Linked DNA regions of Rattus norvegicus: all the other regions are linked to region 2. Evidence: chromatin contacts called from public Hi-C data. All regions are on one chromosome and are shown on one strand. The core of a region is the stretch at or near the end of the contact, and the rest is flanking DNA. Distances in the headings are between cores, read along the strand shown. Region 1 has its middle 320 kb from the start of Spry1. Region 2 holds the start of Spry1 (sprouty RTK signaling antagonist 1). Region 3 has its middle 350 kb from the start of Spry1.

Region 1 (2,911 bases), core at 216-2,715, 320 kb after region 2:
GTAGTTATGTAAGGAAACAGGAGTGGAGAGATTCTCTTCCAGTTCTGTGCCTTCTCTGTCCTGCTGGCTCCTGCCATGTGTGGGTGACTAGCTCACTCATGTGTGTACCCACACTCATATTTACATCGTGGTAAGGAATATACATTAGTCTTTATCCTATGATTATTGTGTTACCATAAACTCAAATGAATTTGACCACGTAGTGAACATAGCAGGACAGTCCACAAAACCTGCTTACTGCTCGTGGCATGGAGCAAGTCCCATGGTCAAGTGCATCTGGAAGAGTCTCTCCCACACACTGACTTGGGGAGTGGGAGTCAAGCTGACTCCTTCAGCCCTGGGCTCTGTGATTACATCCTGGCATTTTGGTGCAAAGTGAATCCAATGCCTGAGAAAAACTTAAGACCCAGGCCCTTCGGTGAGTGAGTTATTTGAAAATGTCTTGTAGAATTTTATGGTTTTTTTTCCTTCTCAGTATGAGGTTTAATATGGTTTCATTGTATAAGAAGAATAGTCTACCTGACTGGCCCCCATGGTGAGCAGAACTTCCTCAGCCTTGCTGGAACTTTAAGTCCTGTCCCTGAGCAGGCTGAGAGAGGCTTCCTGCCCAGGAGTGTAGGTATACTGAGTGTGGGCCCAGGGGGCCTCCGTTTGGGGTACAGTGTATCTTAGGCTGAGGAAGCAAGCAGACATCTCCAGCTGCCATCAATCAGCTCAGAGCCTGGCTGGAGCCTTAGTGGGTGGATTCTGCTCTGTGTGGTGGAAACACAAGGAGACAGAGACAAATGTTCTCTGGCCTTGTAGCTCTCCTCGCTGCCCTTTCACTGTCCTTAACATGCATGCTCAAATTGATTTAGCCCCTTTCCTCTCAACTCAGCCGTCTACTTTCCTTGCAGACTGACAGCTTTATGTGCGGCTGCCCTGCCAGTAGCTACAGTGTTTCAGAAACATTGACTTCCAGGCTTAAAGGATGAGTGAGGAGGGGTTGGGGGTGGAGAGGAAGGGAGGTGAGCTTGACTCATTTTAATTCCTTTCTTTTAATGGGGTGCAAAACATGCCCATCACGGCACCAACTTTGTCTCTCCCTCTTGTTTTTCTTCTTTATTCCTTTTCTGTGTCAATGATTTCCATGAAAAGGTTTGACTAAAGCCTCGCACTTGAAAAGCACATCTGCCAGGTGATGTCAACGCCTGGCCTGCTCCGTTTCCTGTTGGGTGGTGAACATGCCATTCTCTCATTGCCCTGGAATGCTGATTTGGTCCAGGGGCGAAGGCCAAACACAGGTAGGGTCAAGCTGGAGAAGCAGGGTGTGGGGGTGCTTTCTGTCTTCAGTTCAGCTTTTGAGGGAGGGGCGGGGCTGGGAAGAGACTAGAAGCAGTTTATTGTCTGTTCTGCAATGTAAACTTAGAGGAGGGGGAGAGGGCAGGAAGTGAAAACTGGACTGTCAACAGAACCTTGTCAGCCGCCTGCACAGCAGGCAGACATGCCAAATGTTAGGTGGACCTTTGCCTGGGACAAGCCAGGACCCAGGTTTGACCCTTACCCTGACATTTTTGGAACTGGATAAAAGCACCTTCTCGGAATGTGTGAGAATATTTCTGGCATCAAAGGTCGAAGACTGAGCCTCGGAGTTAAAATAAATATTCAGGGCAAGGAAGGAAACAGTGAGGTGAAGGGTTTGATCAGATATGAGCTGGGAGCTCACGGAGTTCATCCCCCTCCTTGTATTCTCTCTGGTTTCATGTGTTCATCTACATAGCAGCCAACACACAGCATGTCCTTCCTGCTCCTGTGGGGAAGGGTTGAAGGGAGGCCATTGATTTATGCAGACAAATAAAGATAAAAACAAACAAAATAAAATAAAGTAGGTTGAAGCATGAACCCTGGCCAGCGTATTTTCCGTTATTCCCTGAGATAGGTATTTAGTTCATTGTGGTGTCTTACTCTTTAGAGTGGTTGGGAAGATGATGCAGGAAGAGACAAAAGTATTCCCACCTTTTTATAAGAAATAGAATCTGGGGGAAAGACCGTAAGACAGACACATACTTTTCTATGCACACAAAAACATAGAGAAAAGTTTTCATTGATCTTACATGGTTAACATTACGGTTCAGGACTCTAGTTGCCAGCCCAGTAGGCTTATTGCTGAATGCTTTCTGCGTTTCCAGAAGCTGCTGAATGTTGGTTGCCCTGCTAGGCACCGAGATGGCATGTGGGGTGATCTTCACATTATCAGGACTCACTGGGCAGTCCCTCTCTCGAGGGGTCTTCATGGTTGACTGTTCCTAATCAGACAGTGCTCTGAAATACCCAGTTCCTTTGGAGCCGGGCACGGGATGCCCCTGGGGAAGTGAAGCATGCAGTTCCTGAAGCCAGACATTCAGTCTCCACTGAGGACCATGGATGGCTGGGAAAGCCTCCCTACTGGTCTCTGGCTTCTTCATCTTGGGACGGAAGGTATCCTGTGGCCTGCTCACTGCTGAGGGTATGGGCAGAGGCTGTCTGGCAAGGTCAAGGGTGGCTCAGGGAGTTTCTGTGTCGCTTTGTGCAGCCATGGGGCTTTCTTTACCAAGATCCCGTGAAAATACCATTTGAAAATGCAAGCCTTGCTCGGCATAACGGTCTAACAGGTGAAAATACAAGTGCAGGACAACCGTTCCTCTGACCATGAACCATAGAAGTGACTGTAAGTCTCTGTTTAAAGGCCACGGGAACATATATACATATTCAGTAACTGAAAGCCTCCTTTTACTTTCAAGGATGTACTACCGAGGGTGTTCGTACTCTAGGAAACGGGAGGTTTACAAGAGCATTTGTTCCGAATGCAAACTTGGGATCTATAATAGTCTTCCTTTACCTATGACTCCACTTCCTGAGGTTTTGACGGTAGTCAGCTATGGTCTGAAAATGT
Region 2 (2,917 bases), core at 288-2,787:
TAGGAATCCTTGAAATTATATTTTATAATTAAAACTATCCATGAGCTCCTCCTCATCTTATCACACTGGAGAACAGACCTCTGGCCCCAGGTTTGTGCGAACAGCTGGGGAGAGCCAGATAAAATATTCTGATGTGATACTGTATTTCTGACTTGACACTTCCAATACACACACACACACACACACACACACACACACACACACACACACAGAGAGAGAGAGAGAGAGAGAGAGAGAGAGAGAGAGAGATCTACTGCAGAAACTTCCTTAGGCTGCTACATCTACAAGATAGAAAAGCCCCACCAACTTTACACTTGAAAACATGTCCTTAACACATCCCCTTCCATGAAGGGTGAACAGGCAGCTTCTTGGCTTTTACTACATTTTGTTGCCTTCTAGTGCACTTTCTTGCGGCTGCTGTTCTGTGTAGGGAGTGCCTGGGTTCCTTGCATGTAATCCCACGCATAATTGTGAACACTAAAAAACATTCAAAAGCTTGGAAATGCAGTATGCCAATGGTCATAAAAATGTTTATCAAAATCCACTGCAATTGTTAAGACTTTAAAAAATTACTTTGAACCCAAACTATCCAAACTCCCGTTCACAGGTGATTTAGATCATGGAGTTCTGTTGTTGATCAAATACTGTTCCTGATAAAAATTCCCTGGAAAATTATTTTCCACTAACAATTTTTGAGGCCTTAGGTTATCTTTAAGATAAGCTTCGTGGAACTTTTAATTTCACATACATTCCTTTTCACTGCATCCTGAGCTATATCGTCCCCAGAATACATGTCCAAATTCCTTAGTTTGTAAAGAAGCGAAAAGCATTCCCTGGCTTACTAAAGTCCCCCACCCCGTGACAGACATGTGACAAAAGTTAAAACTTCCTGATGAGTTATGCTTATTTTACTAGATTAAAAATGTATTGGTGTTTTTGACAAAATTATACAAACATTACAAAACAGGAAGGAATTGGGTTCCCCCTCCCCCATGTAATTTTAGGGATCAAATCACAAACTAAATGAAGCAATCACTAAAACCCCACAGCAGGAATTTCCACTCTTCAGTGTGTAATTATATTGCATTTGCAGAAGTGACTGTCCTTTCTGGAACTTTCATATTTCGCATGATCTGTACTTCACACATTTTCCCTCTGTCTGGGGGCACGGTGGCATGGTGTACACGTTTTTTCCGTTGTTGTTGCTGTTTGCTTGTTTTTGCTTTTTAAATGTTCTTCACAACTCTTTTTAACTCAATTCTAAGGGTGAATCCACCAGTCCCCTTAAATCGGAGGCTGACAGCTCAAGACTGACAGGGCCCCTGAAACACCGGGTACTCCCCTGTTGCGCTTGCAGGATTTCTGCAGGCAATCAACTTTTTAAGAGCGTCCTCGAGTCCACATCCACGATCGCTAAAATCCTGCTCCGGGTTTTCGCGCAGCCCGCGTGATTGACACATGATATCACCGGGGGCGGGTCCCGGCGTGGAGGTGGAGGTGGCGGCGACGCTGAAATGCTGCGGAGCCCGCGCGCGAGTGCTCAGCACGCAGGGGTTTGCGGCGGCCCCGCAGCCAGAGCTCTGCGGGCTGAGGAGCTGCTGTGGGCGGCGTGCATGTGCCGGGAAGGCCGGCCCCAGGCTCTGCACTAGGTAAGAGCCTTCCCCTCCCGCCGAGGACCTGGCGAGATCAGGTGAGAATGGTGCTTTATTTTATTTTATTTTCTTGGAACTGGACGTTTTCTGAGCTGGCTCTAGCTCTGTGCCCGGCGCTCTACGGTCGGCCCTGAAGCGAGTTCCGTAGCCGGGCAGCGAGTTCCGTGTGTGCGAACGCGGGCTGGCACCGCCGCGCACCCGCGTGTCTGTGCGCATTGTTGGCGACCGACCCGCCGGGCGCTCGTGCCAGACCTGACTTTCCCCGTCCCTGCGTGCGGGCTTGCCTCTCGCAGACGCGTCGTTGGGACGCGCTTTTGACTGCGGGGCGTTCCGTGGGGGCAAAACGTGCACGGCCGCGTGTGTCCGGAGCTCGTGGCTGTCTACCACGGCGAGCAGGACAGCGTCCCGGGCTGGCGAGGGACTCACGTGTTTCTGTCTCTGCTCGTCTGCAGCCGGCGTGGCGACTGCGGGGACGCGGACCTGCGGGAACCCGAGAGCCCGGGACGACGCCGGGCCGCGCGCCTGACGACCGGGACGGGACGGTGCTGTGGAGCGGGCGCCGCGCGCACCCGGCGGATGTCCCCGAGCCGCCCTCGGCCGCCGCCAACCGCGGAGAAGCGCCCCTGCCCGGGGGCCGCTGAGGCCGCAGCGCGGGCCATGCGCGCCCGGCCGCCCCGCCGCGCTTGATGCGGCGCGCGCTTCGCCCGCTCCGCGCCCCCGGCCGGCGCCGTGGAGGCCGAGGTGAGTGCGGGCGGCAGGTGCGGGCCGGGGCGGGCCGGGCGGTCCTGGCGGTCTTCGCGCAGCCCGTGCCAAGCGCGCGGCACCCGATGGCGCTGGGGATCCAGCGCCCGCCTGTGCTCGGAGCGCAGTGCCGCGGGACGCGGGGAGAGGGCGCTGCCTCCTCCCGCCCGCGAGCTGTTTTCATTCATAACTTTCCCCCGCCGGACCTGCCGCGGCTGGGTGCCCCTGAGGTCTCGGCTTGGGGCCCAAGCGCCGGGCGGTGCTACCCACAGTGCTGTCCGCGCGCGCGCTCCGGCTTAGCTCTGGGCGGTTGCGGGGCGCCTAAGTGCTCCGCCTGAGCGAACTTGCTTGGGAATGCCCTGTAAAAATGCGAATGAAAGCTGTGCCTAGGGGTTTCATAGCTCAAACAAGCCGTTCCCACGTCTTCCTTTCTTGTGGATGAGGCTTGGCACATTTAAAGTCTTCGTTATGGAGTTTTAAATTTTTAAAAAATAGATAAGGCACAGAACGATGGGCAGGTTTCC
Region 3 (2,700 bases), core at 66-2,565, 350 kb after region 2:
TGCCTGCAGCTTGCAGAAAGCAGAGGAGATAATGTCAACTTTAATTCCTGTGTTTTTCCAAACACAAAGATTAGGCCAAAGGTCACAAGTGGAAATGAAATAAAAATGGAAAACAGATGTTAGGAAGCCCACTAGTAATGGAAACACAAGAGGCAATGAAAGTTACTGAAAGGAAAACACAGCTAAAAACATGCACACAACCCAGAGAGCAGGGTCTTAGGGAGGTTTTGTTTTCATAATGATGTGTTTTAAAAAGCCTGACTTTTTAAGATTTCCTACAGTGATTTAATTTCTTATATTTTCTTCCTTCCCTATCTAGAGGAAGAATTCAGCAGATGGCAGAAAACACTATCTCCAATACCCTGAATAGTCAATGTACCCCAAGTGCACACACTGTCACAACCGGAGTTCAGCTGAAAAGGGACATTTGTCTTCCAATTGGCAGGTTGCCACTTTCAAAGGTGCATCGATTCTTAAGCCAGCTTCCTGTTCAGATCTGGGCCTGAGACCTGGGCGTCATCAGGGACAAGTCTGTTCTGGGAGAACAGCTGCTGAGGCAGAATTTCATTTAGATTACAATGCACGTCACAATTGTCGTTCTTTCCTCCTCTCTGTATTTAAAAGGAAGCTCTGTGTTTCTGTGTGTGTGACTTTTATAGCGGATCCCCAGCCAATAAAAAAAAAAAAACAAACCAAAAAACAAAAACCAAAAAACAAGATGTTAGAAAGTCAGTGGAAATACCTAACTCTATGTGTGATAGTTTGGAATGCTATAAACAAATATGCATCGAACATCTAGAATCTGCCCTGAGCTTTTGCCTGTGTTATCTTTTAAAAAGTCAGACGAGTCATAAACCAAAACCAAAACCAAAACCAAAACCAAAACCATATTGTAACACGACTGAGAACATTCTAGCATTTAAAGTAAAACCAGAGGAGAGAGACAACTAAACATACCCATCCCCCAGCATGGCTTCCTACCCACAGGCTCCCAGGGAGGCTTCCTGGGGCCTCCGTGCATCTGTGCTGGCTAATATCGACCAACTGACTGAGGATGGCAGAGGGGAGCTGGCACACCTCGGCGGCAGGTATGTAATTAAGAGGAGGTAATTAAGGATCATTGCTGGGTGTGCTGACAGTAGGCATGTAATTAGGACAGAAGAAGAGTCAGAGCAGGAGCCAGGACATGAATGCCAAAGAATGCTCGGAAACCTGGACCCTAAAATCACTTCCTCTGCGGGAGGCGGGTCATTCCAGACTTGTGCATTCAGAGCTGTGCTGGCATGGACCAAGGATGAGCCCAGAAACGTTGCGTCCGGCCTCGGCAGCCTTAGCAAATCATCTAGTCATTTCATTGCTCATCCCGCCCTCCCAGACACGGTCCAAGACATTCCAGTTTTTATGTGCGTTTGTATTTTCTCAGGAATAGACACATTTACAGGAAGGGTTTAACCATAGTTCAGTTTATTTACGATCCTCTGGTTAAATGTTAATAGCCTCAAGTCAAGGATCTAACGCAAGAACTCGGAGCCTGGGATTTTGCAGGCTGTGTTTAGTGACCGCTCAACAGCATTAACATCCATCTGTTTATTTCATTTTGTTTTATTTTGAATTACACATGTGGAGGGGATTGGGAGGTACATGCCCGTGAGTGCAGGTGCCCATTGGAACCCAGAAGTTCATGTCAGATTCCCTGAAGATGGAGCTATAGGTGGTTGTCAGATGCTTGACAGGGATAATGGGAACTGAATTCAGGTCCCCTTTTGAGATCAGAAAGGATTCTTAACCACTGAGCCATCTCTCTAGCCTCTCTCTTCAGGTCATTGAATACTAGGCACCATTCTGAAGACTGTCCGTGAGCTAATCCCTTTAATCCTTATGAGACCAAAGCCTGGCAGTTTCTGTCAGTAGCATCTCCCTTCTTAAAGCGAACATCTAGACAGGGTCACATCACGTAATTTGCCCTGGGTCACATGTCTGATGAGTGGCTGAGTTGGGAATATTTCCTAAATGTGCTTTCCTGGCCACCGTACTGTGTCTTTATCTTTTCGGAGTTTCCATGGAAGTCCTTTTGTGACTGTTTCCTTATTAGGGGTCAAAGTTGTTAGATTAGATCATTATTGTTTATTTGTATGAGGGATGGGATTCCCCCCAGTTTTCTAAGTCATCTTAATGTACCAGATAAAGAACTTGAGCTGCCACACATGTGGCTTCACATGCCATCTACTATCATTCTTTTTTGTGTGTTCTTTGTCAAGTCCTCTGCCGGAGCATGGCTAACTCATTGTCCCAAGTTACAACCAAACTTTGATGAGGTAGAATTCAAGCTTGAATTTAAAAGTTAGGCACTGATCGAAGATGCCTAACAAAGATAGTGTCTGCTCCAAGAGCATCCCAGGAGTTTATGAGTACTGAAGGGACAGGAATGGAAAGCTCAAGATGACTGGGAAATTCAGTAAGGAGAAGCAAAGAGTCATCACAGCATGAAGCAAAAGGAACAAACTAAGGAACTGCAGAAGCAGCACACCCCTGTACCTCCTCCACAGAGACTGCAGAACTAGAGGAAGTTCACCATATATTGATCTTGCCTCAGACACCAGTAATCTTTATTAAGACATAACAACATTATTCCATAATTATCCTCTTCCGGTTGGCCAGCTGTAGTCACTGAAGGCAGATTAACTAGAACCTGATGGGTTT

The links. A called contact is a pair of places that touch in the nucleus more often than the background predicts.
Region 1: a contact with region 2 is called in a Hi-C map of liver, with 3 times the contacts expected there. The contact joins the enhancer-like site here to the promoter of Spry1 in region 2. A contact is called at or near these places in 2 of 12 Hi-C or Micro-C datasets (both in liver).
Region 3: a Hi-C map of kidney shows a contact between it and region 2, with 2.9 times the contacts expected there. The contact joins the enhancer-like site here to the promoter of Spry1 in region 2. A contact is called at or near these places in 2 of 12 Hi-C or Micro-C datasets (hepatocytes and kidney).

What each region holds. Positions count from the first base shown.
Region 1 is chr2:122,803,251-122,806,161 of GRCr8, forward strand. No RefSeq gene overlaps it. Among named protein-coding and RNA genes, the nearest start is that of Spry1, 320 kb to the left of the region's middle. Within about 2 kb of position 1,466, at least 10 of the 93 cell types and tissues checked have an H3K27ac peak or open chromatin away from gene starts, as enhancers often do. A contact at or near this core is called in liver, where this site is marked.
Region 2 is chr2:122,483,810-122,486,726 of GRCr8, forward strand. It overlaps Spry1 (sprouty RTK signaling antagonist 1), which reads left to right and starts at 1,538. Exons shown (of 3, transcript NM_001395072.1): 1 at 1,538-1,690; 2 at 2,105-2,393.
Region 3 is chr2:122,834,091-122,836,790 of GRCr8, forward strand. No RefSeq gene overlaps it. Among named protein-coding and RNA genes, the nearest start is that of Spry1, 350 kb to the left of the region's middle. Within about 2 kb of position 1,316, at least 20 of the 93 cell types and tissues checked have an H3K27ac peak or open chromatin away from gene starts, as enhancers often do. A contact at or near this core is called in kidney, where this site is marked.